Regions from separate parts of the Sus scrofa genome. Here region 1 is linked to region 2. A link is a contact called in public HiChIP or PLAC-seq data. All regions are on one chromosome and are shown on one strand. Each heading gives the region's core, a stretch centred on a gene start, on an enhancer-like site or on the middle of the called end of the contact. The rest is flanking DNA. Distances are from core to core; before and after follow the strand shown. Region 1 holds the start of LOC110259216 (proline-rich protein 33-like). Region 2 holds the start of LSP1 (lymphocyte-specific protein 1).

Region 1 (5,462 bases), core at 2,736-5,235, 36 kb before region 2:
GGAGCCCTAGCTCGGGGCGGGGTCTGGGCTGCTTCTCTGTGTGGTGCCCCCCGCGCCCCCGCCCCCCGTGCCCCTGCGAGGTGCTGGGCCCTGTGGATGCTCGCACTTTGTCGCCGTCTGTGGGGAAGCTCCGTGCCTGGGCCTGGCCGCACGTGTCCAGGCGTGGCTGACGCCGGGCCAGCGGCTCAAGCACTGCGATGCGTGAGCTGGCCACCGTGCCTGAGGCGGCCGGTGCCTGGGAAGGCTCCGAGCAGCTGCGTCAGAATGTGGGCCAGGGCTGGAAACGCAGAGCTCAGGACAAGAGGCTACAGCTCACTTGAAGACAATAGTTATGGCCCCTCCTGGGAGCTTTGCGTAAGAAAAACACAAGTTCATCACCTAAAGATGCATTCACGTCGCATTGCTAAGGTGGGAACAGTTTTCCGAAGCCTCTGTCAAGAATGTTAATTTTCCCAGAGCAATTTAAGCTCCGTGCAAAATTAAGCAACGGATCTCTGCTGACCCCTCCGGGAAGCCAAGCAGCCCGTTCCCATCCTAAACTCTCTCCCTGCGCCGCTGCTGCCCCCCCCCCAAGTTACAGCCTCCTGCTGGTCTGTAGTCGGGGTCTCCTGTCCCGTGCGTGGCCCAGACCCTCCTGGTGGGCCTGCCCCTGGACCCTGGCTCCCGACCCACCCCGCCCAGGCCACTCTCACTAGATGCCCCCGCCTCCCGCCCCACCCAGGCAGCCGGGGAGGGTCTGGAAGAGCCCAGGCCTCGCCCTCCCATGCCCACCTCTCCCCCTGGCAGGCCTGACACCTGTCAGCCGCCTTGAGAGGGGGTGGCCATGGCCTGAGTCCAGGGGTGGGTTATTTTTAAGGAGCCAGCAGCAGCTGAGGAGGCCAGGAATAGGCGCCGAAATCAGCCAAGACACCTCTGCCCAGAAATCCAAGACGGTGGCAGGGGGGCTGGGAGGGCAGCAGCCTGCTCAGGTCTCAGCCACCCCCTTCTCTCCCCTGCCCCCCACCCCACAGGTCTCCTGCGCCCCTGAGCTTCCCTGTCTTGCCCCGTCTTCTGGGCCAGAGTCCAAGGGGGCACACGGGCGGCCCCCACACCCCAGGCAGGTGCCCCTTCCCTCCCCAAAGGGAAGCTGAAGCCCCTCTGGGTTCCTCTGCCCCCCAAGCCCTCAGTGCCCCCGCCTTCCATCCGTCCCTCATCGTCGTTGGGGAGGTGCCCTGGGTGGGCTCGGCTTGGGGGCAGGGAGGCATTTCAACAGCTGAGAAGGCCACCAGCTGTCCATTGAATGTTCTGCCCTCAGAGGTCACCACTCCTTGGGGACACTCCCCCCTCCCTTGCTTCCCAAGATGGGGGCGGGAGGCAGGGGGCCCGGTCGCTCTCTTGCCCTGGCCCCTGACGGCATTCCGTGACCCCGGCCCCTATCCCATCTGGCAGTGGCTCCTTGCCCGTCTCCTCCCAGGATGGTCATGGGCACCCAGGGCGGGCACCCTGGGAGCTGCCCAGGGAGGGCGCCCTGTCCTGTGATGTCAGATCCAGGGGCTCGGGCAGGGCGGGCGGGGCCTCCCGGGAGCACGTGCTTCTCCCGCCCAGGCAGAGGTGGGCTCCCCACCGCTCCTTCAGTCTTGCCCCCAGCCCAGGCCCCGTCCACTCTTGTCCTTGACCTCTAGACACCACCCCAAGTCTGCTGGGGTCCCAGCCACCCCTCCCCAGAGACCCGCTCCTGTGGGGGATCCGGCCAGCCCCATCTTAGTCTTTACAAATGGTGGCCTTGGAGGCAACGGCCCCGGGCGTCTGGGAGACGCGGACCGAGGCGCCCTCAATTTAGTCCAGTCCCGTGAAAAGGCCAAGCCAGCTACGGGGCCGCCTGCAGCGGGCGGCCTCAAAGCCCTGGGCAGTGCCCTTCCTGGCCTCCTCCCTCGCCTCTCTCCAGCCGTCTGCCATGGGACGGGCCTTCTCGTCCTGGGCCTTCCAGGGACCCCGCCTTCCTCCTCCGGGTCGGCGCTGGCCCTGTGTTCTGGCCTGGGGCAGCTGCTCCCACGTGCCAGGCATCACCCCACAATGCCAGCACCCCAGACCTTTGGGACCTGGGGTGGCTCCCTGGGTTCCCCAAGATGCTGTGCTTAGAGTGGAGAGGCGTGGCGTCCTGGAACAGGGTCCACCCTGGGACCCCGGGCCGCGCCCAGGCCAGCCCGCACACGGTGGGCCCCGGGGGCTGCTCGCAGCTGCACTGACCTGGGGCTGGTTCTGGAGAAACGGGCAGGAGCTCCCTGTGGACAGGACCGGCTCAGGCACTGCCCGCTCGGCCGCTCGCCCTCATGTTATAGTGACATTCGATCTTTGCTGGCAGCCCATTGGCCAGGGGCTGGATGGCTGGGCGCGTGGGGTGGGCAGAAGGGGGCCGTGCCATGAGGCCCCTTACCAAGTATAGGAATAGCAGAGGAGGAGGCCCAAGGAGGAGGATGGCTCGACGTGTCTGGAGGAGGCGAAGGCTGCCCTCCTCCCTGGGAAGTGTCAGCTGCTATTTTTAACGCCCCCCCCCCGACAGTGGGCACATCCCTGACAGGCTGAGGAGGGGCAGGGAGGTGTTGGGTGGCCCTGGGGGTGCAGCCCAGCTCTCTCCTTGGGCCTGGCTGGTGTGGGGTCCTCAGAGGCAGCTGCCCCCACCCCTCTGAGGGGGTCTGCCCAGGAAAGGGGTCCGCCCAGCCAGGCTGCATCCTACGCGCCCCAGGGCCCCGGCCACCCATCAGAGGGAGCGGCCCCAGGTCGCCGAGACCCCCATGGAATGGAGAACCCTGCGAGTCCCAGCCAGGCCCTCTGAGTCCCACTTAGTAGCCAGACCTGGTTCCTGGGTGATGACGCTGGGACAGGAGCATAAACGAGCAAGAAAATTGAAAGCCAAGTCTGATGGCTGGATACCTGGCCTCCCCCCAGTGGAGCTGCTTCCAACACCAGGGGCCACACCTCTTCGGTCGGCCTGGGAGCTCCCTGTTTGGGGGTCCAGACCCTGCTGGCCTCTCTTGCCCCCAGGCGGGGTCCGAGTGCTGCCCACTGCCCACTGTGTGCCAGGGAGCTCAGTCTTTCTTTCCATAGGAATACAGGTGCCACCATCCAACCAGCAGACACCTCACCCAGGGCTTCCCATGGTCCCTGCGCTTCCAGGGAGGCCAGGAGCCCCTGCAGCCGCACCCTTTGGGTGAGGGAGACTGGGCAGCCCACACCATCCTCAGACCTGGAAGGTTCCAGGTGAGGTGCTGGCCGAGCATGGATAGTGGGTCCATGGACTGGCCTGATGCAGAGCCACAGCAGGTGGGCAGGGCGCAGGACAGGGGTCAGTCCTGGGGACTCTGGCGACTCCAGGCCCGGGTTATCGGAATGGCTGGCTCGCCTCCCAACCCCAGCTCCCCCTTCCCAGTCTCTGCGCCTGCTCTGGGCCCTCAGAAGCTTCTGGAAGGTTTCCCCTGGCACCTCGGCCAATTTCCACAGGTCAGAGATAAGGCCAGAGGGACCCCAGGTAGGCAGGGCGTGCCTGCCGTCACACAGCAGAGGAGGCAGGGCCCTGGGCAGGACAGAGCTCCCAGCCCGCCTCCCTGGGCTCCAGGCTGTTCCTGCCTTCCTGCACCTGTCCTCCCATCCTGGGCCTCGGTGGGAACAGGTCTGGGGGGGCCACATGCAACCCCGATCCTCGGCCAACTCTGACCAACTTCCTGTCCAGGGAAGTAGAGACACTTCTGAAAAGGGCCCCGAGCAGCTCCTGGGCTGTCGCTCCTTTCGCGCTGTTGACGGAGGACCGCCACCCACCCCCAGGCCCAGTCCTGCAACATACGGATGCAGGTACACAGGTGGGCCAAGCCCAGCAGGCAGCTTCTGGCCTGGGGAGCCCTGGGCGAGCCCAGCCCGCTGCCTGTGGATGTCACGCTCCTGGGGGCTGCTGGTCGCACCCCGCCCAGGCCCACGGTGTTCTTGGGGGCTGCGCCCACGGCTGGCACTCAAGAGGCCCTGCAGTGGCCCCGCTCGGCCAGCAGAGGAGGGTGGCTGCCTGCTCAGTGGCTTCGGCCTCTGGCAGGTGCTCTCCCCTGAGTGGGCCAAGCCAGAGAGAGGGCACTGAGGTCAGAGCGGGGCAGGTTTTATTTCGGGCATCGGCGACCTCTCCCCTCGGGGCACCAGGCCCGCGGTGCGACCGGACAGCATCGAGCCGGTGCTGCTGGACGGGCCACCGGCTGCGGAAGGCCTGCGACAGGTAATCCATACCCCGGTCCACCTGGCCTGGCTGGACTGAGGTGGGGGGAGAGGGGGGCAGGGCAGGAGCCTCCCCAGGGGCCGGAGGGGGTCCAGCCTGGCTGAGGGTGGGCACTGAGCTCAACCCCAGGAAGGGTTCGAGGGCTGACTGGTCAGGGCCTCTTCCCAGGGATCGGGGCTGGGGGGGGCTTCTCAGGTCTGCAGAGCTGAAGGGAGCCACAGAGCAAGGAGGCGGCCACGGGGGACCAGCCTCCAGAGTCTTGACTCCGGGTTTCTGCGGGGGGACCCCCAGGGTGGTGGGGGAGGGCAGGGGCCCCTCAGTCTGGGTGTGCATGGCGAGGGGTGGCAGGGTCCAGGGACCTTGAACCTCGCCTGGTATCCCTGAGCTGACCCGGGCACCGGTGCTGGTGCCAGCCTGAGCTCCACGGCTCGGGCTCTGCCAGGCCGCAGATAGAAGCTGCTGGCGCAGCACTTTGAGGGTGAGCCTCTCCCAGCCCCACGCAGCTGCCACCACACTCGCCCTGCGAGCTCCTGCAGGGCTGATCAATCACCTGCCGGCTCTGTAAGGGATGGGCATTCAGTGCCCGGAGCCGGGGAGCAGGTGGGCGTCTGGCAGGGGCCCTCAGGCACCCTGGCAGGTGGCAGAGGCCCCTCTGGGCCTCTGCAGTGGCCAGGCCCCGACCCTCAGGTTCTGCAAGGCAGGGGCGGGATATCACAGCAGAGGACACAAACCCTCGGTCCTGGTCCCCGAGGCCAGGCTGGGAGCCGGGGACACTGAGAGGGGCTGGGGTGGCTCAGAGCTGCGTCACTGGCACCACCACACCCACACCTGCCCCCCGCCAGGGCCGTCCAGCCTGGTGGCAGCTCACCTCCCAGCCATGGACCACGTGGCTGTCTCTGCCTGCTGCCCTCAGCTGATGTCCCACTCAGCCAGGTGGGAGTGTGAGAAGACCTGCCCCCGGGGAGATGCGCCCCTGCTGGCAGAGTGGCCCTGGACACACCCCCGAGGTGGGCCACAGTGGACACAAGCTGCCCAGCTGGCTCTCCCCTTCTGGAGGCAGGCAGATGGCCCTTTCAGAAGCCGGGTTCTGAGCGGGCCCAGGTCGAGAACGCCAGGGGCCCGGGGGGGGGGGCCTGCTTTTGGGAGGGGGTGCCCCGACCCTGAGGGCAGCGGGGCCTGTCCACAGGCGGAAAGAGGAGGGCGGACTGGGGACGACGGCCCGGCTCCCCCC
Region 2 (5,503 bases), core at 510-3,009:
CGGCGCTGACGTGAGGCGCCATTTCTGAGCAAGGACACAGCTGTTGCCCAGTCACCTGCTGCACATGAAGTGACCTGCCTGCCTGGGAGGACGAGGCCACCTCCTTGGGGCCCACAGCCCGGCCGTGCTGCCCTCCCTCCCACTCAGCCCCCGACAACCCTTAGGGGGCACACTCAGCCCAACCAAACCCCAACTGCCCAGCCGCTGCCCGGCCTCCCCCTCCCCGGCACTCAGCCCTGCATCCCCCACACCAGTGCCCCACAGGGGATACAGCAAGAAGAGGGCCTCCCACCCCAGCCTCTCACACGCACGCAGGCACACACACAGCACACACGCAGGGACACAGGCACACAGAGCCATGCACACAGGGACACACACAGCACACACAGAGGCACACACATGTGCACACACAGAGGCACACACACACACACCCCTCCCCCCGCAGGCACCTGCATCCTTCCCCTAGACATCACAGAGTCAAGGACCTCCGGCAGAAGAGCTGGGGTCAGAATCCACTTTTCAAGTCAACTCCGAGGCTGTGCGGAGCCCTCCCCACATGGCCGCTCAGGCGGGGGTCCTGGTGCGTCCCCCCTCCCCCAGCAGCAGCTCTGGGGCAGGTGGGAGTCGGCCCTGGGTGGCCCGTCTCCATCCTGTGGGTGTCTCACCCCTCCCTCCGGTCTTGGGGCCCCTGCTGCTTCCCTTCCATCGCCTGGGCAGCAGCGCCCCCGTCCTGCTCCGGGGCCGGCGGCCTCTCTCTCCAGAGGGCTCCACATCCCTGTCACGACATCTGTCCATCCCCAAGTCCAGCTCCGCCCAGGGCGAGGCTCAGCCTGGGCACCTGCCCATCGCCAGCCCTTCCTCCAGCCAGAGACCGGTCCCTCTGCCCCTGCACAGGCTCGCAGAGGCTTCCCGAGGAGGCCTGGGTCACACAGTTTCTCTGCCCAGCTCTGGCCGTGGCCACACAGGTGACCCTTTTCACTGGCCACCCACACATGGCCTCAGCTGATGTCCACTCGCGTCCCGCAGCCGACCAGCTGTGCCCGCCCGCGCTCCGCGCCTGCCCTCCTCCTCGGCCTCCGCCCTCACTGCTGGGAGGGCAGCCTGGGGGAGGGGCCAGCTGGGCCCCAAGCACAGGCTTTGAGGGTCCCGAGGCCACGGGTCTGCTCTTGGCCAGGCTTCCCCAGCTTCAGCCCTGTCTGCCCAAGGCCTGGCCTCTTCCCCGGGTGTCCAGGCTGTGTCCTGGGCTCCCTACCAGGCGTCCCGGCCTCTTTGTCCTGGGTGTGCACCCCACTAGCTGGTGGGGAGCCCGGCCTCTCCCAGGGAGGCCCAGATGCAGGGGCAGACAGAGGAGACCTCTCCCCGGCCTGGGGTGAGACAGGGTGCCAAGACGGGGCCCTGCAGCCTGCGTGCCTCCCCTGAGCCCCTGGGGTGCCGTCGAGGGACCTCTGGTTTGCGCATCCCTCCCCCGCCCCCAGGGTAATTACAGAGACCGCGGCAGAAGGCGGCCTGCCCGAGGCCTGGCCGAGGGCCTTACCCTGAGCCTTCTTCCACCAGCAGCTCCTGCTGCTCCTCAGAGTCGGGGTGGCTGGGCGCCTCCGCCATGGGCTCGGCGTCCGGCGGGCCTCGGCCTTGCGTGTGCACTGCGGCTCGCGGCGCTTCCTGGGGCGGCGGGCCGGGCCCCACCCCCAGCAGGTTTCACTTCCCTCTTCCGCAGCAGGTTGACGTTTGGACCATCTTGGGGCTTGGGCTGGGGTGTTGTTTTCTAATCTGTTGCTGCAACAGGAGAGGAAAAAAAAAAACAAAAAACCAGCCATCAGGAAGCATTAGGCAAGTCGCCGGGGCCTGGAGGGCAGAGAGGGACCTTACAGAGGCAGGGTTGGGGGACCCGCACCGCGAGCCCCCCCACGCTCCTCCAGGGTCCCTGTGGCCCCAGCCTCAGAGTCCACCCGTGTGAAGCAGGTAGAGTCCCAAGCACAGGACACTGTCTTGGCCCCATAGCCTCAGCATTAAGCATGGCGGCCTCCCCAGTGGCGGTGTTCTGGGAGGGCTCCCCAGGCGGTGGGCGGGTACCCAGCCCCCCTCGCAGGTCCCTGCTCTCTGGGCGATTTCTGGGGCCCAGCATGAGCAGCCCCCCACCTGCAGGCCTCACCTCCATTCTTAGCGCTCTCTTTACTCTTTGCAACTGTTGGGGTCCCTGGCCTTTCCTCTGTCCCTCGACTTTGCCACCCCCCGCCCCCTGCCCCCTGCCCCCTGCCATGCTCAAGCAGCTCAGAACTGACCACACGGGTGGTTGGTCCCCAGGCTCTGGAGGGCAGGGGCCCAGGAGCTCCCCAGGAGGCACCAGCAGGATGGGGGACAGATGGAGGCCATTTCGTGCTGCGTGGCCCCCCACTCTGGGAGCGGCCGGACCAGGGGCTGGGAAATCGGGAAGGGGAGATGGGCCGTTGGGGGGCCAGAACCCAAAGCTGGGGGCCCTGAGTTGTCACCCTTAATTCAAGCTGGGGGCAGCCGTGGAAGTAGCAAGATGCAGGTTAATACCCAGGCACATGAGCAGGGAAGGGGGAGGCCGGCCAGCCTGCCAAGCCCTGGCCCGCAGTGGGCCTGAGGCCACCCGGAAGGAGGCCCTGAGGCCCAGGGCAGTTTGTCCATCAGGATGAGCCCCACCTGGGGACAAGCCGACCTGGGAGGTGACAAGCCCCTCTTCCCTGACCACAGGCACCAAGGAGCCTTCGGCTCACCCTGCAGGAGAAGCTTGGACGGCCAGGCCAGGCTGCATCCAGGCCACAGAGGGGCCCCTCGGGCCTTGTCCCATGAGCTCGGGTTTGCTGCCCCTTCTACGGTTCCTCGGGCCACCCGCTGTCCAGCTCGGACATGGGGTTGGACGTCCAGCCGGGCGGGGCCGGCATCTCCAGGCATCCGGTCAGCGGGTGCGACCTGGGTCCACCTGCCGTCCAGGACCGTCCTCTGGCTTTGGGTGAGGTCAGCCCAGCATCACAGCTGGGAAGTTCCGGGGCCTCACGGGGTGGGGGAGAACAGGCAGGGGCTGGGTGGGCTGGGTGGCCTGGGTGCCCCCGCCCCACGGGTGAGGCCCCGTGTGAGACGAAAATTGGGGACCTCTGGTTCAGAAGCTATTAGGAATTCCAAGAGGGAGTCAGTGGGGCCTGAAGCCAGGTGTGGGGCCTTCCAGGCCCGCAGAGCAGGCTCTGCCTGAAGGGTAAACTCCGAGGCCCTGGACGGGCCTCGAAGGCCTAGCCCGCCCGGCCAAGCACCTTTCCGCTCTCCTCCTGAGCCCTGCAGACGCCCGCCTGATCCCGGGCTCGAAGCCGCGCCTCTCTCCCCGGGCCCATGGTCACATCCTCCCAGACCCAGAAGCCCCTGGTCCTCCTGTTATGAGTGAACTGTGTTCCCCAAACGCACAGGCTGTCCCATCGCCTCAGAACGCAACCTTATTTGGAAACAGGGGTCGAGGCAGAAGTCCCGAGGGGAGACGAGGCCACTGGGTGGACCCTGAGCCGGCGTGACTGCCGCGCTTATGAAAAGGGGAAACCTGGAGACAGACGTGCGTGCGGGAGACGCCGCGGGAGGATGGAGGCAAGATGGGGCGGTGCTTCTGCAAACCAAAGATCCCCAGGAAACCACCAGAAGCCGGGGGAGGGGCCCGGAGCGGCCTCTCCCTCCTGCGACACCTGGGCCCACTTCCGGCCTCCAGGGCCGCGAGGCCTGAGCAGCGGCTGTTCCAACCGGCCGTCTGTGGGGCTTTGCTGTGGCTGCCCCGTGACCCTGAAACCCTCCCTCCTGCTGTGGGTCCTGCAAAGAGCCAAAGAGTTGGGGATGCCCGTTCTCCAAGAGCACAGATGGCAGCGTGTGGCGGCCACGCCCCAGGGAGCTCCAGGGGACCCGAGGGCCCCAGGGAGCTCAGATGCAGCTCGCATGGTCACCCCGGGGCTCCCCCCTCATCCTCACCCGCCGCTTCTCAGAGGAATCGTCCGCTCTCGGTCTGGCCCCGTCCCCCCTCCGCCAAGTTCCAGCGCCTGAGCTGAGGTTCGGTTCTCCCCAGACCCCAGGGCCGTCTCGCTGCCGTCTCCAGCCTCCCCGCCGCCACCTGCCCCAATTTAACCTGCGACCCAAAGACTCTTACACCTGAGAACCAAACAGCGCCCCCCGGCCCCGCCTGTCTCACAGGGCCCCGCCTCTCCCTCCGGTCGGCGTGGACCAGCAGGCATGGGCCGAGCCTGAGGCATCGCTGGGAGAGCCAGCACCCATCCAGCTGCGCAGGGCACGGCGAGGGCCCCTGTGCCCCGCTGGGCGGCAGCTGGAGCAGAGCAGGGCCTTCCTCGGGGGCACCCAGGGCCCCCCCAGGAAGCAGGCACGCACCCTTGGCCTCCGTCACTTGAACTTCAGGGCGGCCCTTGGAAGGGCGGAGACCACTTCATCCCCGCCTTGGGCCCAGGCCCGGTGCCACGTCCAGCGACACAGCAACGAGCTGACCGGAGGCCAGGACGAAGAAAGCTCTGCGGGAGGACAGCCGGGCGCTTCCAGCCCTGGGCTCAGAGCTGAGGGGCGCAGGCCTGGGGCGCTGCGAGGAGGTCTGCGCAAGGCAGACGGGGACAGAGGGACAAGAGACACACAGACTCTGGGCTGCCTGTAGGACATTAAGGTGGACAGTCCAGGGGCAGCTGGGTCCAAGGACAGGTGGCCTCAACAGGGAGAGTGGTGTCGGGACCCCAGCCTTGAGCGACACTGGGTGACCGGATGCTGGGGGTGGGGTGGGAGAGAGTGGGAGGAGTCAGGAACAGGGAAAGGTGGGCACCAAGAGGCCAGGCCGGAGGAGAGGCCTGTCCGAAGGGCTGTGGCACTGAGGGTTCCCGTCGGCCAGCAGAGGCCTGAGACCGGCGGGCAGCGGGAAGAGGGTGGGTGGCCAAGGGTTGGAACGCGGAGCGATCTGGGGGCTAGCCGGGGTCCCTGCGGGTTGGGAAAGGCAGACAGAGGACGAGGGCACCTGGGGGACCCAGGAGGGAAACGCTGAGGGTCTGAAGATAACGACGGAGCCGCCTGGGGAGCGCGCAGGGCCACGGCCTCGTGGTGTCCCCACCAATTCCCAGGTTCTGCGACCTTGTTAAGAAATAGGGTCTCTGGAGTTCCCTGGTGGCTCAGCGGACTAAAGACCCAGCATTGTCCCTGCTGCGGCGCAGGCTGGGTCCCTGGCCCGGGAATTCTGCTTGTTGCTGGCGTGGCCAAAAAAAAAAGGAAGAGCAACTTTGCAGATGATCAAGATGAGGTCGCCGGGGTGGGACCCTAATCCTATATAACGGGTGTCCTTAGAGGAAGAGGTCGGGACACAGGCACGCACAGAGGGACGGCCCTGCGAGGACAGGGGGGCCGACGGCCGTCCACACGCCCAGGAGAGAGGCCTCGGGAGGGGCCAGCCCTGCCCACCCCTGGGGCTCGGACCCCAGCCTCCAGGACAAATGAACCTGTTGTTTGAGCCGCCCCACCTGGGTCG

What was found. HiChIP or PLAC-seq counts read pairs in DNA pulled down with a chosen protein or histone mark.
Region 1: an H3K27ac HiChIP or PLAC-seq map of skeletal muscle shows a contact between it and region 2, with 1.7 times the contacts expected there. The contact joins the promoter of LOC110259216 here to the promoter of LSP1 in region 2. A contact is called at or near these places in 2 of 5 promoter capture datasets (fetal liver and fetal skeletal muscle), 4 of 47 Hi-C or Micro-C datasets (all in skeletal muscle) and 2 of 2 datasets of contacts at active chromatin or transcription factors (alveolar macrophages and skeletal muscle).

What each region holds. Positions count from the first base shown.
Region 1 is chr2:1,296,204-1,301,665 of Sscrofa11.1, reverse strand. It overlaps LOC110259216 (proline-rich protein 33-like), which reads left to right and starts at 3,985. Exons shown (of 2, transcript XM_021082606.1): 1 at 3,985-4,231. It also overlaps a transcript of TNNT3 not described here.
Region 2 is chr2:1,258,213-1,263,715 of Sscrofa11.1, reverse strand. LSP1 (lymphocyte-specific protein 1) reads right to left here and starts at 1,759. Exons shown (of 11, transcript XM_021082603.1): 1 at 1,535-1,759. The coding sequence starts at 1,602.